Regions from separate parts of the Salmo salar genome. Here region 2 is linked to region 1. A link is a contact called in public Hi-C data. All regions are on one chromosome and are shown on one strand. Each heading gives the region's core, a stretch centred on a gene start, on an enhancer-like site or on the middle of the called end of the contact. The rest is flanking DNA. Distances are from core to core; before and after follow the strand shown.

Region 1 (4,279 bases), core at 608-3,107:
ATCTCACTAAAGTGGTAGTGATACAATTATATCTAACACCGTTTCTCTGCAAGTGTTGTTTTTGTGTATCTACAGCACGTGTGTTTTAATTTGTGTGTTTAGGTATGTAAGCAACAAGCTCTCACAGTCTCACTGCAGAATTAGACGACGTTTCTCCAAACAACACTTTTCAAAGTTGCTCCAAACATCACATTTTGAAAGTTAAGGGTTTAGGTTTTGGATAGGGTTAAAACAAAGTTTAGGCACTCATTCTGAATGGATAAGGTAAGAGTTAAGGTTTAGGATAGGGTTAAAACTAAAAAACTAAAAACTAGTGTCCACCACTGTGATGGAACACGGAACCTTCTGATCCAGGTTTTGGATAGGGTTAAAACATTACATTTAAGCACTCATTCTGATTGGTTAAGGTAAGGTTTACAGTTTGGGATAGGGTTAAAACACTTCTTTTTTTTAAATTAGTGTCCTCTGGGAAAAAAACACACATAATTTATTCATATACAGTATAGCATTCATTTATTATATCTGTGTCCATATTGTCCATGAGTCTCTAGTAGATAGACCATATGGTTCAAGAAAATAGCCTAATTAATGAACAAAGCATCTAATCAGCAATGGCATTATTTTCAATTAACTCTGCAATTCTTCCAACTATTGACTTTCTTCACAACTGCTACCAGTTTGATGCCAAAACATTGACAACAAATACATATTGATAGAGTAAAATAAATACAGTTTGTAAAAAAAAAATCTATAAAGGAAATTTCATGCTGAAACACCAATGGCATTCACTAAGTTGATGGTTTATATTTCGGATAATGTTTTACAGCTTTGTCATTCTATTATTTATTTTAAAATCATCTTATTCAATTATTTCATATATTTTACCTGTGATGATGCCACACAGAGGGCCAGAGATAATTACAGACACCTGTGATAATCGGAAGTACCCAAAAGGGCCACTAGATGTCTTGTGATAGATTACATAAAATCCTTGAAAGATACCAAAATTCCGGTAGTTTACTAGTAAACGTCTAAAGTTTCCAGTAAAATACCCTCCCTTTGCAACCCTACTCTTGAGCAATCTGCATGACGTAAGAGGTTGAGCAAGATAGTGTGTGTGTTTGTTTGTGTGTGTGTGTGTGTGTGTGTGTGTGTGTGTGTGTGTGTGTGTGTGTGTGTGTGTGTGTGTGTGTGTGTGTGTGTGTGTGTGTGTGTGTGCATACACACACTGCAGTATTGAGTGCAGAGATGTGTCCCATATTGTGTAGATTAGATTTACAGTGAGTGAAGGAATGAAATGAAAGGTGTAGCAACTGATAGTTAGAGCTTCCATCAAAGACCCACCTCCATCCCCTCCCTCCCTCCCTCCCTTCCTTCCCCTCTCTCTCTCTCTCCTCCACAGAGGCCGGCTTTAATAAAAGGAGATTAGTCTACAGGAGGAGTATCACAGACCCACTCCTGTCTGAGCAGACGGCGGCGCTTCACGCTGCTTTCATCTGGCCCTCCCTATCACACCCACCACTGTAATTACATTATCTTTAATGCAGCTTAGATTTGATGGTGATCATATGTGTGTGTGTGTGTCTCAATGCTAGAGACAAATGGAGAGAGTGAGATAATGGGAGAGAGAGGTGCTAAAATAAGTTAATCTCACCATTTTATTCTCCTCATTTGTGTGACACTCTGCTTGTCGTTGCAAGCAGAGAAGCGCACTACTGTAAATTGATAGAAGTGACTAAGAGTGAGCCGCCTGTTTATAAAACAAATAACACTTCAGTCATCTCTGATGTCAGGAGAATAAAGCTATTTTTAAAGTGTGGTTTTAGTGAACTGAGGGCTTCGTTTGTGAGATCGCTGTTTGATGCCAGAGGCGTCTCGTGGTGAGGTAGTGTGTCAAGATTCACTAGCCTCTCTGTCCCTCTCTGTGTGTCTCTCTCTGTGTGTCTCTCTCTGTGTGTCTCTCTGTGTGTGTCTCTCTCTGTGTGTCTCTCTCTGTGTGTCTCTCTCTGTGTCTCTCTCTGTGTCTCTCTCTGTGTCTCTCTCTGTCCCTTTTTCAAATATTTTGGTACTTTGCTCTGGTCTTTAGTGTAGTTGTGTAGTACAGTATCAAACTGTACTACAAACTTGAGACCCATATGGCGTGACTGATATGGGGCAGTGGGCCTGTCTGGGGGTGTTGATGAGGTAGTGGGACGGAGGGTGGGAGTGTTATATGACTTTCAGGCATGTGGCCTTGGCTTAGCTTTCCACTGGGGCTCAGCAGTTTTTAAGGGTGCCGCGCAAGGTCGCTATGCCACTCATCCCAGACATGCCCACCTGTCAGGGACATCACACCTGTTGCCAAGTGCTGCCATCCAGCCCAGCAGCCAATCAGAGGCAATGCAGCCATGACATGGCCATAGAAGGCCTTCTCTCTCTCTCTGTCTCTCTCTCTGTCTCTGTCGTTGTGCCCCATTGACCTCTCCTTAGTTCCCTGCCTCTCTTACCCAGTCTACTCCGTCATCCACTGCTGCTCCAATCATGTCCTGCTGTTTTAGATCCATTGACATCATCTCAAAAGAGAGGAAATCAGTGGCCAGTGTTTCAAAAACGATAAGTAAAACTATACATTTTCCCGCTAATGGAGTCATAGTCGATATAAAAAGAAAGATAAATACACCATGTCAAGAAATGTCAGGAAAACAAAATAACTGTTCAGGGGATATGTAGATAATGCAAACATAGTGATAAAACACCTCACTCACGTCAAATGCTCAAATTTACGCCGTTTTATTCCCACATATTTTCACTTACATCAAATGTTTCCAGTCTGTCTATCTAAAAATAATAATTGTGAGGGAAAAAAAATACCTCGGTACGAAGATCAAGATGCTGACATCTTAATAGCAGTTGGAGATAAAAGCTCCATGATCCACAGTCCAAAGCTATATTGATGAGTGGAGATCAATCTAACAAAGCAGAAAATAGGCTATCCTGGACACACTTTGAAGTGAGAGAAAGAGAGAGAGATGAGAAAAAGAGGAAGCAAGACAGGAGGAAAGGAGGGATTGAAAGAGAGAGAGAGATCGAGAAAGAAAGCAAGAACGCGAGAGAGGAAAGACTTCTCGGCTGCTTGGCTCTGTGTCTCTGTCCCTGTCTCTCCCTTTTGGAGGCTTGCTCCTAATTAAACTCCTTCCTCATGATGTTCCCTCCTGGCTCGGCCTGTCAGGGGGCCTGTGTGCAGAAGGAGGAGTGTAGACACTGTGTCCTACATACCATACCCTCTTCATCTGTACCCTTCACATCCACACCCCACCTCACACCCTAAGCTGAGAATATATGCTTTTTGAAGGTGCATTACAAAACCATGAATGCAATGCACACTTATGTAATGCATAATATTATTTCTTGGAACATGCTACTTTGTAATCAGGGTGATGTTGGGTGGGTATTTCAAGGGGTATACTACAGTTTATTTTGTTTTCTAGTTTACGCAGCGTGAGGGACAGCTGACGCTAGAGCCCAAGCCATACCAGGGTTCGGCTATTGGGAACTCTGACACCCTGACCATATCTCTCTCTCTCTCTCTCTCTTCTCTCTCTCCTCTCTCCTCTCTCCTCTCTCCTCTCTCTCTCCTCTCTCGTTTGCTTGTTGGAGACAACCCTTGCCCAGGTGGGGGCTTGGGCTCGTATTTTAGGAGTGTTTAACTGGTGATCATTCCAGTGGCCTTATCCCTGTGTTATCTTGGCAGTGTGGTATGACGGCTAAGGCGTACATTCAATAATGTGTTTATGACCAATGGTGACAGATGGGCGGATGATGTTTCGCAAGGTCCTCAAGACCAACAACATTACCTGCATAGATTTTGGGTGAGAGCAGAGCTTACAAAATTATGGACAATGACTATGGCCTTATCAAGTAAAGATCAGTGAAAACTGAAAGAAATATCCTTTTTTTGTAAACACAGTACATTCGGAAAGTGTAAAATGGATTAAATAAATAATTTTCCTCATCAATCTACACACAATACCGCATAATGACAAAGTGCAAACAGGTTTTTAGAAATGTTTTCAAATGTATTACAAATGAATACAAAAATACCTTATTTACATAAGTATTTAGACCCTTTACTATGAGACTCGAAATTGAGCTCAGGTGCATCCTGTTTCATTTGATCATCCTTGAGATGTCTCTACAACTTGATTGGAGCCCACCGTGGTAAATTAAAATGATTAGACATGATTTGGAAAGCTACACACCTGTCTATATAAGGTCCCACAGTTGACAGTGCATGTCAGAG
Region 2 (4,304 bases), core at 907-3,406, 71 kb after region 1:
GTGGAATTTGGTGGTAAAAAGTTTGTAAGTGAAGAGAGATTTTTGTAAACTGGTTTGAAGAGATGTCTCCTCTCTTCAGGGTTAATGTTAAGAGGAAAAAAGGTTGTGCCTCACAATGTATGCCTGAACCTACTACTAAGCTATATGAAATTGTTTTAAGAAGGTCATACCAATGATAATTTTTTTAATTTGATTTAGAATTTTAAGATCCCTTGAAGTATCAAAAAAATATATGAAAAAAGTATTTGATAGAAAATCATCTGTACCAACTTCAGACGAGTCCCAAACATTTTTGGGGGATCGTAGAGCAAAACGGAGAACACCACATCGTGTTCATGAGAGTCTCATATTTCCATAGAGGGAGAGTCTCATCTTTCCATAGTTTGTAGGCAAAACCGTTCAGACACTGAAGACAGTTTTGTGAGAAGACCGATTTTCAGGATGTCTCATGGTCTGACAAACACAGCTCTAGCTCTGTCACCTTTCACTGCCGATGCGGAAATGCGATGTCCTAAAACAGTTGATTGATGCAAAAGAAAACAGATATGTCTAGCTTAAACTGACAGATTTTTGTGGGGATTTTTATATTATGCTAATTCGATTTCCGTGGGGGCACGGACATCGACTCTAGGTTAATACACTATATGACTCTGGGTTAACCCAATCATCTTTGTGGGAGAAATAAGAATGGTACAATGTATACCATTATACAAATGTGCATTTGTTCATTTGCAGTAATTGTGTTATTATTATTATTATTGTTATTATGGATATTATTAAATTGTTATAATAGATATTACTGTTACTGAATTGCCTGCTGATGGGCCATCAACAGTTGTATTTAAACTGGTTGCTAAGTTAGGCTCCCAGAAAATTCTGGGAGCCTAATCATGCCCAATCGGCATACAAAAATGACTTCCTTAAATCAAATGTCCGAAGAAAAAGTTTAACAAAGCCATTCAGCATCCATAAAAATCTAACTAAACTTTTGTTTGGATATGGAATTCTTCCTGGTTGTTTTAGGACGTTTGCCTGCTATTGAGTGCATTTGTCTACCCCTGCCTTCAGAGAGGCAGTTGGTTCAATATCAACTCCCTTCAGTTGGTGTAATATGACACATTTCCTCTTTGTTTCACAGTTCAGCGTGTAATATCTTACTTAGTGTTAATCTGTGTGACAAAAATGGATATTGAAGTCTGCAGCAGCCATTTAGGTAGCTACCTTGCAGGTGTAAGCCATTTGTAAGGAAAACAGCATGTTGAAGCCAGGCACACGAGTATTTCAGATTGCGCAGTGAGGTGTTATTAGCAATTAACCTGAGGAAGATCAATAACCCAAACTGACTGAAGAATTAAAACAAAAAAAACAACACAGTATTATTAAGTTCTTCTTTAGATAGTCAAACCTTTTCTCATGCCTTAGAGAAGTAAAAAGTAGACATATGTAGCTACAGGAGCCTCGATTGGCCATTCACTCGCACAGAAGTGATTGGCAACAGCTGTTTGTGACTGCCCGATCTCCAACTTCAGCATAGCTCAACCCTTAAGATTTTCCATCCACTTGGTTCTCTGTCACGCACTAAGTGTAAGTACCTAAGGTAAAACAACCTAGCGTCAATTATCTGCCCTTGTCTGTCCATATGGGTTTGATAACACAACAAAATTATTGTTTCACTTTTCAATAAAGTCAAAATGAATAATTTACTAACAATATGCGAATACTATATTACAAGAGAGTTAGTTGTTTGACACATTTATGGCTGGTGGCTTGGAACATGCCATCATCCACTCTATGGCAAAAAGAGTACCACTGCCAGAACCTGATTTTTTCACAAGTAGAAAGTTACAGTACACCATGGAGAGGGAAAGGGAAAGGTGGGATTGTGCTCTGTAAACTCACCCGTGCCGTTCTTTGCTTCTCCAGGAAGTATCACCCTACAGCACCAATTGAAGGCTAGCTCAATCAAACAGTCACAAGTGGGAAAAAAATAGATAAATGTTAGAGATAAAAGTAAAAGAAGAGTAAAAAGTTAACTGAAAAACAAAACAAAAAATGTCCTGCATGTATAAAAGCCAGACCAGCTGGCTTTGAACAGAAACCCCAGTTTTGGGTTGTGTTTTGCCTCCGATCTCTTTCTACACTGAACTCAGGAGTTGTTCTGGCCAACCACCCACCCCCACCCCAAGTCCCCCTCTCCCCTCCAGCCAGTCCACCTGCCTCAGTCACTCCTGAGTATATTTAGCCCTCTGAGGGATCAGTGACACCCAGACCTTTGTCAGCGGTGGCATATATTTGCTAGATTATTGCCCCCAAAATAATATTGCCGTCCAATAAGGGGCACAAAAAATAAAACAAATTACAGTCTTCTATTTTTTTAAATAACCACAATATACAGGAAATAGTTAAATTAATACCTGATAAAATCATCCAAAGCAGCAAGAAGAAAGTTTAAGAAATGAAATTTGCCTTAGTATCAACTAAATAATCACAAAAAAAGAGTTCAGAAGAGGAACTTATTTTTACGTGGTTATTTTCCAGTGATGAAATATTACAATCTCAAAATCTAACAATATTGAATGGTACTCCTATATTATTTCATGCTTCCACTGAAATCAATAAAACTGATGTACAGATGGATAATATTACATGAGCGGTGATATGTTGTAAATATTAGTGAAATATGGATGAATATTTTTCCTGAACAGAAAGGGGGACACTGTTATTAAAGATTGGGTTGAAGCACTGGCGTCCTCTGATGTTTAGGGAATCACGCTGTTGTCTTTGTGCAAACACATTAGTATTGATCTGATTCTGTTATATTGTTTACATGATTCTGGACAATGGAAATTCACTAATCTGTTTTTTTAAGTGAGGGGATCTCTTTGTCTACAATCTTTATACTAATGTATGATACAGTCCATATGAGTCCAGAACAATACCACTACAGGATGTTGAGTCATCACAGGAATTAAACAATATTATTTACAAACTTTTACAAGCTTTTCTGTGTTCAAGAGTGTATGCTCTTTCCATTGGTCTGCAAGGCAAAGCATACTCCCAGAGAGTACAAAACACACGCATGCCTGTACGCACGCAAACACTAACTGGTGTCCTGCCGTCTTGGTTTTGGCTGGGGCTCCCCCCCGCCGTGATTGGGCCAGGCTTTGGAGGCCTGATCCTGAGCTCTCTCCCCTGTCTCTCTCCCCACAGGAGTCTGCTCCAATGAGGGGAGACCGAGCCCCGGAGCCTGGCTGTCTGTCTGTTGGTCTGGGCAAGGTGGAGGAGGAGGAAGAGGGATTGGCACTCTATGGCAGTTTTGCCTGGTACAGTGTACAGTGCTGGATCGCAGGAGCTAGTAGGGCTACCAGCAAACGTACTGTCCCTCTTAAACAAAGACGTGTCTGGCCTGTCTGAAGACTCTGTCTGTCCACACCATGGCCCTCTGTGTGAGAATGTGTTTCTTTGAGTATTTTGTGTTTTATAGTGTGTGTGTGTGTGTGTGTGTGTGTGTGTGTTTAAGTTATACTATCCTTGTGGGGACCAGAAGTCCTCCCAAGGATCGTAATACAAGGAACATTCTGACAAGCAGGGACATTTCGCCAGTCCCCACAAGGAAAAGGCTATTTTAGGCTTAGCGGTTAGGTTTAGTGTTACAGTTAGGGTTAGAATTAGAATTAGGGTTAGGGGTTAGGTTTAGGAGTTACATGTAGGGTTAGGGGTTTGGGTTTAAGTTAGGGTTAAGGTGAGGGAAACTAGGATTTTGAGTGGGAATCAATTGTTTGGTTCCCACAAGGATAGTGTGTGTGTATGTATGTATGTATGTATGTATGTATGTATGTATGTATGTATGTATGTATGTATGTATGTATGTGTGTGTGTGTGTGTGTGTGTGTGTGTGTGTGTGTGTGTGTGTGTGTGTGTGTGTGTGTGTGTGTGTGTGTGTGTGTGTGTGTGTGTGTGTGTGTGTGTGTGTGTGTGTGTGTGTGTGTGTGTGTGTGTGTGACAGAGGGTGTGGCTGGATGTCCGTGCCACTACTCTAGAGACTGCAGGCTGCGCCAGAGGTGGAACACAAAGCGTTCTGTCGAAGACAAGGTGACAGAAGATCGATAGGAAACTCGGCATGGCGCCTCCCCTGAAAAGTCCTTTCACCGTTTTCTTTCTCTTTTTTTCTGTTGCTTTATCGTTAAATCATCAACAGCAAATTAAAGTAATTATGAACAATAATAATGAAACCACTGACAGATTTGTGGAAGGCCGGCTGGATTTATACATGTTTTTATAACATCACTACCACTGTTGGCCAG

Evidence for each region. Hi-C and Micro-C count contacts between places; a contact is called where the count stands out from the background.
Region 2: a contact with region 1 is called in a Hi-C map of muscle, with 4 times the contacts expected there. The contact joins the promoter of mef2cb here to the enhancer-like site in region 1. A contact is called at or near these places in 2 of 3 Hi-C or Micro-C datasets (gill and muscle).

What each region holds. Positions count from the first base shown.
Region 1 is chrssa20:12,111,219-12,115,497 of Ssal_v3.1, forward strand. All of the region lies in intron 3 of mef2cb (myocyte enhancer factor 2cb), which reads right to left. Among protein-coding and RNA genes, the nearest start is that of LOC106580135, 36 kb to the left of the region's middle. Within about 2 kb of position 1,858, at least 1 of the 13 cell types and tissues checked has an H3K27ac peak or open chromatin away from gene starts, as enhancers often do. A contact at or near this core is called in muscle, where this site is marked.
Region 2 is chrssa20:12,182,184-12,186,487 of Ssal_v3.1, forward strand. It overlaps mef2cb (myocyte enhancer factor 2cb), which reads right to left and starts at 2,157. Exons shown (of 11, transcript XM_014160843.2): 1 at 1,900-2,157.